Linked DNA regions of Sus scrofa: region 1 is linked to region 2. Evidence: chromatin contacts called from public promoter capture Hi-C data. All regions are on one chromosome and are shown on one strand. Each heading gives the region's core, a stretch centred on a gene start, on an enhancer-like site or on the middle of the called end of the contact. The rest is flanking DNA. Distances are from core to core; before and after follow the strand shown. Region 1 holds the start of ICE1 (little elongation complex subunit 1). Region 2 holds the start of SRD5A1 (3-oxo-5-alpha-steroid 4-dehydrogenase 1).

Region 1 (4,029 bases), core at 1,477-3,976, 920 kb after region 2:
CCATGTGTGCCCCCTGTGCTGAGATACGATCGCCAATGTCACAGCTTTTTGGAGCTTGGGCTCCTGCTAGAGATGAGGTTATGAGGACAGAGCCCCTGTGGCTGGATCCAGTGCTCTTATAAAAAGGACCCAGGAGCTCCCTCCGCCTTCTGCCATGCAAGGTCACAGCAAAGAGAAAGCATGACCAGGAATCTGGCCCTCAGCAGATACCAAACCTGCTGGTCTCCTGACCTTGGATGTCCCAGACACCATAAGTGGGAGAAACACATCGCTTACAGGCCATCTGGTTTTTCAGTACAGCAGCCCAAGCAGCTCAGGACACCAACCCGCACTCCAGCCCAGCAACAGTGGCCTCCTCGCTCTTCCCAAGGATGCCAGCCGAGCTCCTACATCAGTCAGGCCTCCACACGGATCTTTCTACTGTCTGCGATGCTTTTCTCCCAAGACCCCTGGCGCTTGTTCTAACCCCCGGCTCAAACCCAGTCTCTGTGCAGCCTCCGCGACTCCCTGCTTAGATTCCACCAGCCAGCGGCCCCTTCCTCACCCTTTCGCTCTCCCTCTTTTCTTTTCACCTTAACCCCAACACGTTTACCACCTCCTCGGGTTACCTGTTTAATCTGTCTCCTCCCCCACCTCTCACAATGGAAGCTCCAAAAGATGGAGCATATTTGCCAAATCACCCCCCCCCTGCGACTGCTCTGCCTAAGACACAACAGGTGATCAATAAACACTTGCCGAGCGAATAAACTGGCCCAAAGAATAGACATAACTTACTGACAATTCAAGAGAACTTCACCCACATTTCTGGGTCTTGAGGGAGAAAAATAAAAGCACATTATAAATGCCTATGTGGGGCAGCTCAGCTGAGAAAACGACTTTACGACTGGAAATTCTCCGTTTCTTTCTTTCTTTCTTTTCTTTTTTTTTTTTTTTTTTTTTTTTTTTGTCTTTTTGCCATTTCTTGGGCCGCTCTGGTGGCATGTGGACGTTCCCAGGCTAGGGGTCGATCTGAGCTGCAGCCACCAGCCTATGCCAGAGCCACAGCAACGCGGGAGCCGAGCCGCGTCTGCAACCTACACCACAGCTCACGGCAACGCCGGATTGTTAACCCACTGAGCAAGGGCAGGGATCCCGCAACCTCATGGTTCTTCGTCGGATTGGTTAACCACTGAGCCACGACGGGAACTCCAATCCTCCGTTTCTTGACTGACGATACCTGACCCTTTCTCCCTCCCCTGCTCTCAACCCTTAAATCGCCTGGGATCAGCTCATAGATAATGCAGTTCAAACAACAACAAGACACCCTCTAAGCTCCTCTTGAGGGCCCAGCTGGCCGGCACTCCTTTCTGGCTTCATCAGCACTCTCCCCTCTGCACTATGGTCACAGGCCAACCAGACCTCGTCCTGCTCCTCAAAGACACCGCGCTCCTCCTCGCCTCATAATAGCGCACTTTAGCTGCTCTGCCTAGAACACTCCTCTCATGCTCTTCCAACCTCCTTCTCGTCATTCAGATGTCCCACTGTCACCTCCTCAAAAGCACCCTGCCCGCTGCCCCAGCCGAGACAAGACCAGCACTCCAACTCCTCCTGTTTCCTCCCAACACTTAAACCTTCTAAAGTCGCATCTGCACACATGCGTCGCACACTTGACAGCAGTGAAATGTCCCCACTATGTCCCTAGTGCCTAGAGCACCAGGTGGACTAGGTGATAATTTAATTACCGTGAACACCACGGTGGCTCGCTCCACTTTACCGTTAAGGGCATGGACAGCAACAAGACAGACTGGCGGCATCGGAGAGCTGGGTGAGTCGAGCTGGAAACCAGTACTTGGGAGTGTTCCCATTACCCTGCAAGACCCTGGGTCAGACACTTCCAACCCCTCTTCTGTCACCATAGGAGACAATCCATGCCACCGTTAGAAACATCGTGCAATGCAAGCCCATAATGGCTGAATGACCCTCCTGGTCAACTCGCAGGCCCATAAGAACGGGCCTCCCAACAAGAAATACTTAAGGAAAGGCCAGCACAATAAAAAAAACCCCTGCCCTCGGGGAAGTAACTTCCCTTGGCATTTCCACCATCACTCATCAACCTAAAAGTAGCCTTGGGGAACCCAGAGTGCTGGGTACCTTCCAGCACTCGCTCGCTCTCCCCCCCCCACCACTGCATTCCAATAAGCGAATTCTGGGTTCCAAGCCTGAACAACCCAAAGGAAATCGTCCCCAAAATCACTGCAGGAGAAGGGAAAGAAAAGAGGGAGGGGGGGAGCCTCCGCCTAGGAGTGGGAGCGGCGCGCAGAGGAGTAGCCCGCGCGGCCTGACCCCCAGCCCGCCGCCCTGGACGGCCCGCCCAGACCCTCCGCGCCCTCGGCCTGGTGGAGACGCCGCACCTGCTGCAGGGAGGCGCAGCCCTGACAGCGCGAGAGGTCAGCCGCCGTCCCGGGCGCCGCCGAGTGGGTCTCGCCCGGCATCATGGTGTCGCCGCCGGACCCAGTGGGCCCGCGCGCCTCAGGGACCCGCGGCCCCGGCCCTGTCCTGCCTCTGCTGACGCCGCCGGGGCCGCCGCCTGCCGGGCCGCTTCCCGCCGGGTCCGGGCGGGTCCATCCGTGCACAGAGGTCCCCGTGGAGCCGGCGAAGGGCTCTCGGAGCCAGAGCCGCCCCGGGCACCAGAAAGAAACGCTACCCGGCGCGGCCCCCGAGCGCGACGCGGTCTAGTCAGGACCCGCCCCGCCCTGGCTCACCCCGCCCCTCGCCGCGGCGCGGGGCTGCCCGAGGCCCTGCCTGAGAAAAATGGGGCGCGGAGTCGAGCCGAAGCGGCAGGAAGACATGCGGGGAGGAAGCGTCAAGGGAGAGGGGGCATTAGAGGGGCTTTCTTCCACCGTTGAGGGTTTCGTCGTTCACTGCCGACTTGCTGGGGGGCACACTTTCCATAGACACCTAAAACCTTCAACGAGGGGGAGGTGCCCTGAGGATGACGTCACCCCAGGCGCCCGCGGTCCAGAAGGGCCCCGCACGCAGACCGGCCAGTCCGCGGTGTAAGGGCAGGGAACCGCGCTGGGCGCGTCTGGCCGGGTCCAGGCGGAGAGGCGAGGACTACAGTTCCCGACGCTCCGCGCGGCTGACGGACACCCGGCGGCGGTTCCTCCGGCCTCGGCACTTGGTCGCCAAAGACCCGTCCTTCGTCAGGGAGCGCCTTTCTTCCCGGCAGCTACCCACGCCTGCCCGGTGCACTTGCCGTCCGACCCGGCGCCCCTCGGCCTCTTTCCAGACCCATCCCCGCGGTGTCCGTGAAGGCCTGTGGGCTCCGCCACGCACCAAGTGCCAAGCACAGCGCCTGGCCGAGTCCTCGGCGACCCTGCCATCGGTCACTAGCCAGCCACTGCCGAGTCTTATTTTTAAAATATCTCTGGAAGGAAAAAAAAGAGAAGAAATCCTCACTTGACCGCAGTTTCTGGATACATTCAGTCCCTGCTCCTCTTGTTTGAACCCACCTTTCCCCATCTCCTTTCCAGTATCCACCGCCACCAGAACCTCTGTTTAATAATCACAGCGGTTGCCGTTGGTACCTTGTCCGGAGGCCTCCCATGGTTTCCTGATGCCTGGTTAGAAAGTCCAGATTCTTAGCATTTGTACCAGCAGTATATGTGCTAAGGAGCCGCCCGGACCTTACCAGCTCCTTCCTAAATCTACAGGGTGACAATGGCAAATAAAAACAGCTCGTCAAAGAGAGAAGCCTGGGTTCCTCTCCCGATATCATAGCCCTGCCCTCGTTTATAAGGCGCGGTGGCTGCCGCTTGCAGTGAAGTGAACAAGTAGCCAGCAGACCGCTAGATTGTCCTTGACGCTTAAGACAGGCCTGTGCTTGTTTGGACAGGTGCTGTGGCCATGCAAAAAACCGAGTAGAAATAAAAGCGTTAAAAGTGAAAGGAGAAGTGAGCAGAGGCACAGCAGGGAAGGGCTGTACCCAGGAGACCGACCACGTGACTCAGGAAGTGGCAAAGAGCCCCCTGAGGTCCTGATGACTTTCCA
Region 2 (4,291 bases), core at 1,440-3,939:
CCTTCTGCAGCCATCTGCCAAGTCCCCTAAGTCCCGCCCATTCAGCCTTGCAGGGTCTCCCAGGCATGTCCCGCTGCATGTTTCTCCTGCCACCAGCCCAACTCAGGCTTGGACTCGTGCAGTCTCGTTTCTTACTTGTCTCCTCTCATCCACAGAGCCCTGGCAGACGAGGGAGCTGTGTAAATGTTTCTTGGACGGGCTGCATGTTCGAACAAATGCTGGATGCGGTTGGTACTTCTATTCTCGTCCAAGAGCTCAACGGCTTAGGTCAAATGGCCGTTTAATAAATTAGTTGCTTGGGTTGAATGGAAGATGCTTATCTTTTCTATTGGGAAAACTTAAATGTCCCCAAACCACACGAGCTGTGTGTATGACTGTTACGACTTGAGGAAAAAACAAACAAACCGACCAAACAAACAAAAAACAGCTCTGCAGTTAAAAAAAAAAAACAAAACAAACAACTACATCTGGCCCAGCAAATCCTTAGGAGCAGAGATTTTAAAGCCACTGGTTGAGAGACCAGGGTGGGGGTGGGGTTTAGTCCCAGCAGTTTCTTGTCTAAGCGGGTAAAACACCTGAATTCTGTGGCTCAGTGGCCTCGTCTCCACAAAATGATCTCCATTCGTGGTCTAGTTCTAGAAGCAATGTGGGCCCTTTGGGAAGCTGCCTCCGGTTTCCCACAAACATCTTATGTCAAAGCTTCAACTCCAGGCTTGCGGATGAAGCTCTGTTAAGGGCTCCCTTTCCACCTTTCCAACGCCTCGTCTTCCTAGGTTATACTATTGGCACTTGAAGCTGGAGCAGGGTGTAGGAATGACATGCAGCGAAAGGAGCCAATACGCCCACCTGCACAGCGACACAAAGTGGTGCTCCTTGTCGTCCTTGACCATTCAGATCTGCTAGCATTGGATGGGATTGGCTTTACTTAAATCACATACCGATGACACCGCTGGCTGGCTGGTACTATCACCATGCCTGTTTCACTGATGGGAAAACCGACTGCAGAGCAGCTCTGTAACCTACGCTGGGTGACCAGCGATGGCTCTGGGCTAACACCTGGCAGTCTGACTCCAGAGCTTGGTTTAACCATTACAGAAGCAGACAGACAGACCAGGTTCTGGCGTGTTTGTGAAGAAGTGCATAGAGACAGCAGACTTCCACTGACACTCGAACCGCAGTAATGCCAGTCACATTACAAAACACCCTGCTGGCTGCCGCCAACTTTGCTTACGGGGTGCTCTAGGAGTGCAGGGACATGGAACGCAAAGCCTTTGTGGGACCCAGACTCTGCCCGCTTCCAGAGCCCGCAGAACGGCAGATGGGGCCCCAGCTGCAGCAGGGACCCAAGAGAGGCTCAGCGACACCCGCCCTTTCCAGATCCTGCTCTAGTAAGGTGGAGCCCCACAATGACAGAGGTCAAGTAAGTGAACCCAGCCCAAGTTCACAGAGTAAGTGAGCCCAGCCCCCTCTCGTGCAGAGAACACCTTTTTGAAAACTGGGCAGCCTTCTGAAATGTGAATAAACATTTTTAATTTTAAACTGGTTAACCATTTGGTTCAGCTGTGCAAACACCCAAGCCTAAGAGCCAGAGAGACACCCAACTTATCAGAGGTCCTGAAGAGTTAGACACAGCCACTGAACAGTCTTCGCAAAACCAGGCAGAGGAAAGTCACTTTGTGCTTAAGGTTATTTCTTGGAAATTCCCTCCCAGAACCCCGAGGGCCCCTACGGAAGGTGGAGGCGAGCGTCCCAAGCGCATCCCTTCGAGCCAGTGCAGTCTGTTCAGCGGAAGGGGAGATGGGGAGCGTTTTAGGAAACCGGGCTTTCAAGTTGCGGGTGACCATTTATTTGGCTGGTGAAAGCTCTACCCGCGCAAAAGGACCAAAGTGGAACAGTAGAAATGAGCACACTGGGAGAGGGAACCAGGCCCTGGGGCACAGGCAGAAGGAACCCGCGTGGGGTGGCAGGGAGAGGGCAGGGCCAGGGGGTGCCAGGGATGGGGCAGCGCACCGGGGAGTCTCAGGGTAGGGGCAGCGCCTCGGGGATGGCTGGGAGGGGGCAGCGCACTGGGGGTGGCAGGGAGAGGCGCGGGGCAGCGCACTGGGGGTGGCAGGGTGGGGGCACCCCGGGGTGGTAGGGACCGGGCGGCGCACCGAGGGTGGCAGGGAGGGGCGCGGGGCAGCCCGCCTTACCTTTGCGCGTAGTGGATGAGGAACATGGCCAGGAGGATGCAGTTGGGCCAGCGGCTGAGGCGCTCGGCCGGCGCGCCGGCGCACGCGAGGATCGGCAGGGCCAACGAGGGTAGCTCCTGCACTGCCCAGGCCGCCCGCGCGGGCAGCCGAAAGGCGGAGCGCGGCGATGCGTAGCGCCCGTAGGGCGAGCCCACCAGCTTCAGTATCACGTAGCACAGGAAGGCCAGAGCGCCCTCCAGGTAGGCGAGCGCGTCCAGCAAGAACCGCTCGGCCGGTTCCATTGTGGGGAACGGCAGGCGTGCTCCATGGCCCGCCGGCCGCGACCCGCCACATATAGCGCGGCGTCGGGGGCGGGGGGAGGGGGCGTCGGGAGGCGCGGTTACCCGAGGTTGGCGCCCGCGGCCGAAACCACCGGCTGGGATCCGCCCCGCGCGGGCAGCCTCGAAGCGGTACGTGCGCGGATTCAGCGGAGCAGACGGGTCCCGGGCACGTGCCGCGGGCGGGGCGGGAGGCGGGCCTGCAGCCCTGGCCCCGCCCACTCCGGCCCTGCCCCTCCTCCATCGCCGCGAGGCGCACGCGCGCCCTCGGGCTGTCCGCAGCGCTGCCTGAGCCCGCGCGGGAAGCCAGGGCGCTCGGCGCGCAGGCGCCTTTCGGCCTCCTCTCCGGAGCCGCTTTCCCCACTTTTCTCCTGGGGGCCGTCGGCGTTTCCTCTCGCCCGCTGTTTTCTGGGAGCACCGATCGCGACACTTTGGCTCGTTTCTCGAAGGCCCTGCACGTCCCAGAGAGGCGCAGGCGCAGACCCGCGGGGTCCTCGAGCTGCAGCCCGGAAGTGCTCGCGGCCGGTCCTGGCGGGTCGGTGTGTGAGGGCGGCGTGCGCGGCCGCGTGGGCCATGGGGCGGCGGTCGCGGGGCCGGCGGCTCCCGCAGCAGCAGCAGCAGCGGCCCGGGAGCGCGGAGGACGGCGCCGAGGGCGGCGGCAAGCGCAATGAGACGGTAGGAGCTGGGGTGAGGGCGGCGAGGGCCCCGGGTGGGCCTCCCTGGCCCTGAGGCCTGCGGGGGTCGAGGGGCGGCTCCCCGGCCCTGGGTGGACGTCTCTTTCCTTCCTCAGGGCTGGGAAGGCGGGTACCCCGAGATCGTCAAGGAGAACAAGCTGTTCGAGCACTACTATCAGGAGCTCAAGATCGTGCCCGAAGGAGAGTGGGAGCAGTTCATGGAAGCGCTCAGGGAGCCCCTCCCGGCCACGTTAAGAATTACTGGCTATAAAAGGTAGGGGGTCGTGCCTCTTGTATTTCGTGTAAAACTGGTGTAAAGATGCCCAAATTAAAAACGAGGGTGTCTGTCCCGAAAAGTGCCTGCGAGCGGTGTGGGTTCTAGAGTTTGGAAGCACTGAGGGGAGGGAGCACGTGTTCAACGGAATAGGGCAAGGGGGTGTTGCAAGTTGGGAGGCTAGAACCAGGCATGAAAATGCGGTCTGAGAACGGGTTGGCTCCTGGGAGCTTGTGCGTTGAGGATGCCCACCGTTGGGAACAAACACATGAGAGTTTGTGCCACTACCACTAAGTAAGAATTTCGGCGTTCTCTCCTTGAAGAAATTCTTGTAGTCAGGTAACTGAGGGGGTGAGCTCGTTGCCCACTGCACAGCGGAGACAACAGATACCAAGGCAACGGTGTTTTGCAGAAAAAGACTTTTGCTCCTTGTGGGGCAGTCAAGCAAGGAGACAGGAGGCAATGCTCAGATCTGTCTCCTGGTCTGCTTTTGAGTGGCGGTTTATCATGGAAGTCAGGAGTAATGGGAGAGGAGCCCAGAAGTAACCAGGAGAAAATAAAAGTAAGTTTCAAGAGTTCTCTGTGCTGGGGACTCTCCTTCAGGCCACTCCCTGGGTCAAGTGTCCACTTGTTCTGTGTTCATTCAAGGGGGCTGTGTGTGAGCAATTTGTTTCCATATTTGAGGCTTCCTTGGTCTTCTGCAGAGGGGGCTTGGAGGTTTTATTAAGTCACTTTGTTTCTTCTTAATGAGACTTGAGTTTGTAAGTTACAGGGTCTGGTTTTAGTCCTTGCTGTGTGTTGGTCCCTCTTTAATCTCTAGGGATCTGGGTGATG

The links. Promoter capture Hi-C pulls out the DNA fragments that hold promoters and counts their contacts.
Region 1: a promoter capture Hi-C map of liver shows a contact between it and region 2, with 3 times the contacts expected there. The contact joins the promoter of ICE1 here to the promoter of SRD5A1 in region 2. A contact is called at or near these places in 1 of 5 promoter capture datasets (liver) and 1 of 2 datasets of contacts at active chromatin or transcription factors (skeletal muscle).

The regions. Positions count from the first base shown.
Region 1 is chr16:76,251,639-76,255,667 of Sscrofa11.1, forward strand. ICE1 (little elongation complex subunit 1) reads right to left here and starts at 2,727. Exons shown (of 20, transcript XM_021077125.1): 1 at 2,391-2,727. The coding sequence starts at 2,474.
Region 2 is chr16:75,332,749-75,337,039 of Sscrofa11.1, forward strand. It overlaps SRD5A1 (3-oxo-5-alpha-steroid 4-dehydrogenase 1), which reads right to left and starts at 2,690. Exons shown (of 5, transcript XM_003134156.6): 1 at 2,193-2,690. The coding sequence starts at 2,473. It overlaps NSUN2 (tRNA (cytosine(34)-C(5))-methyltransferase), which reads left to right and starts at 2,827. Exons shown (of 20, transcript XM_021077095.1): 1 at 2,827-3,184; 2 at 3,300-3,457. The coding sequence starts at 3,083.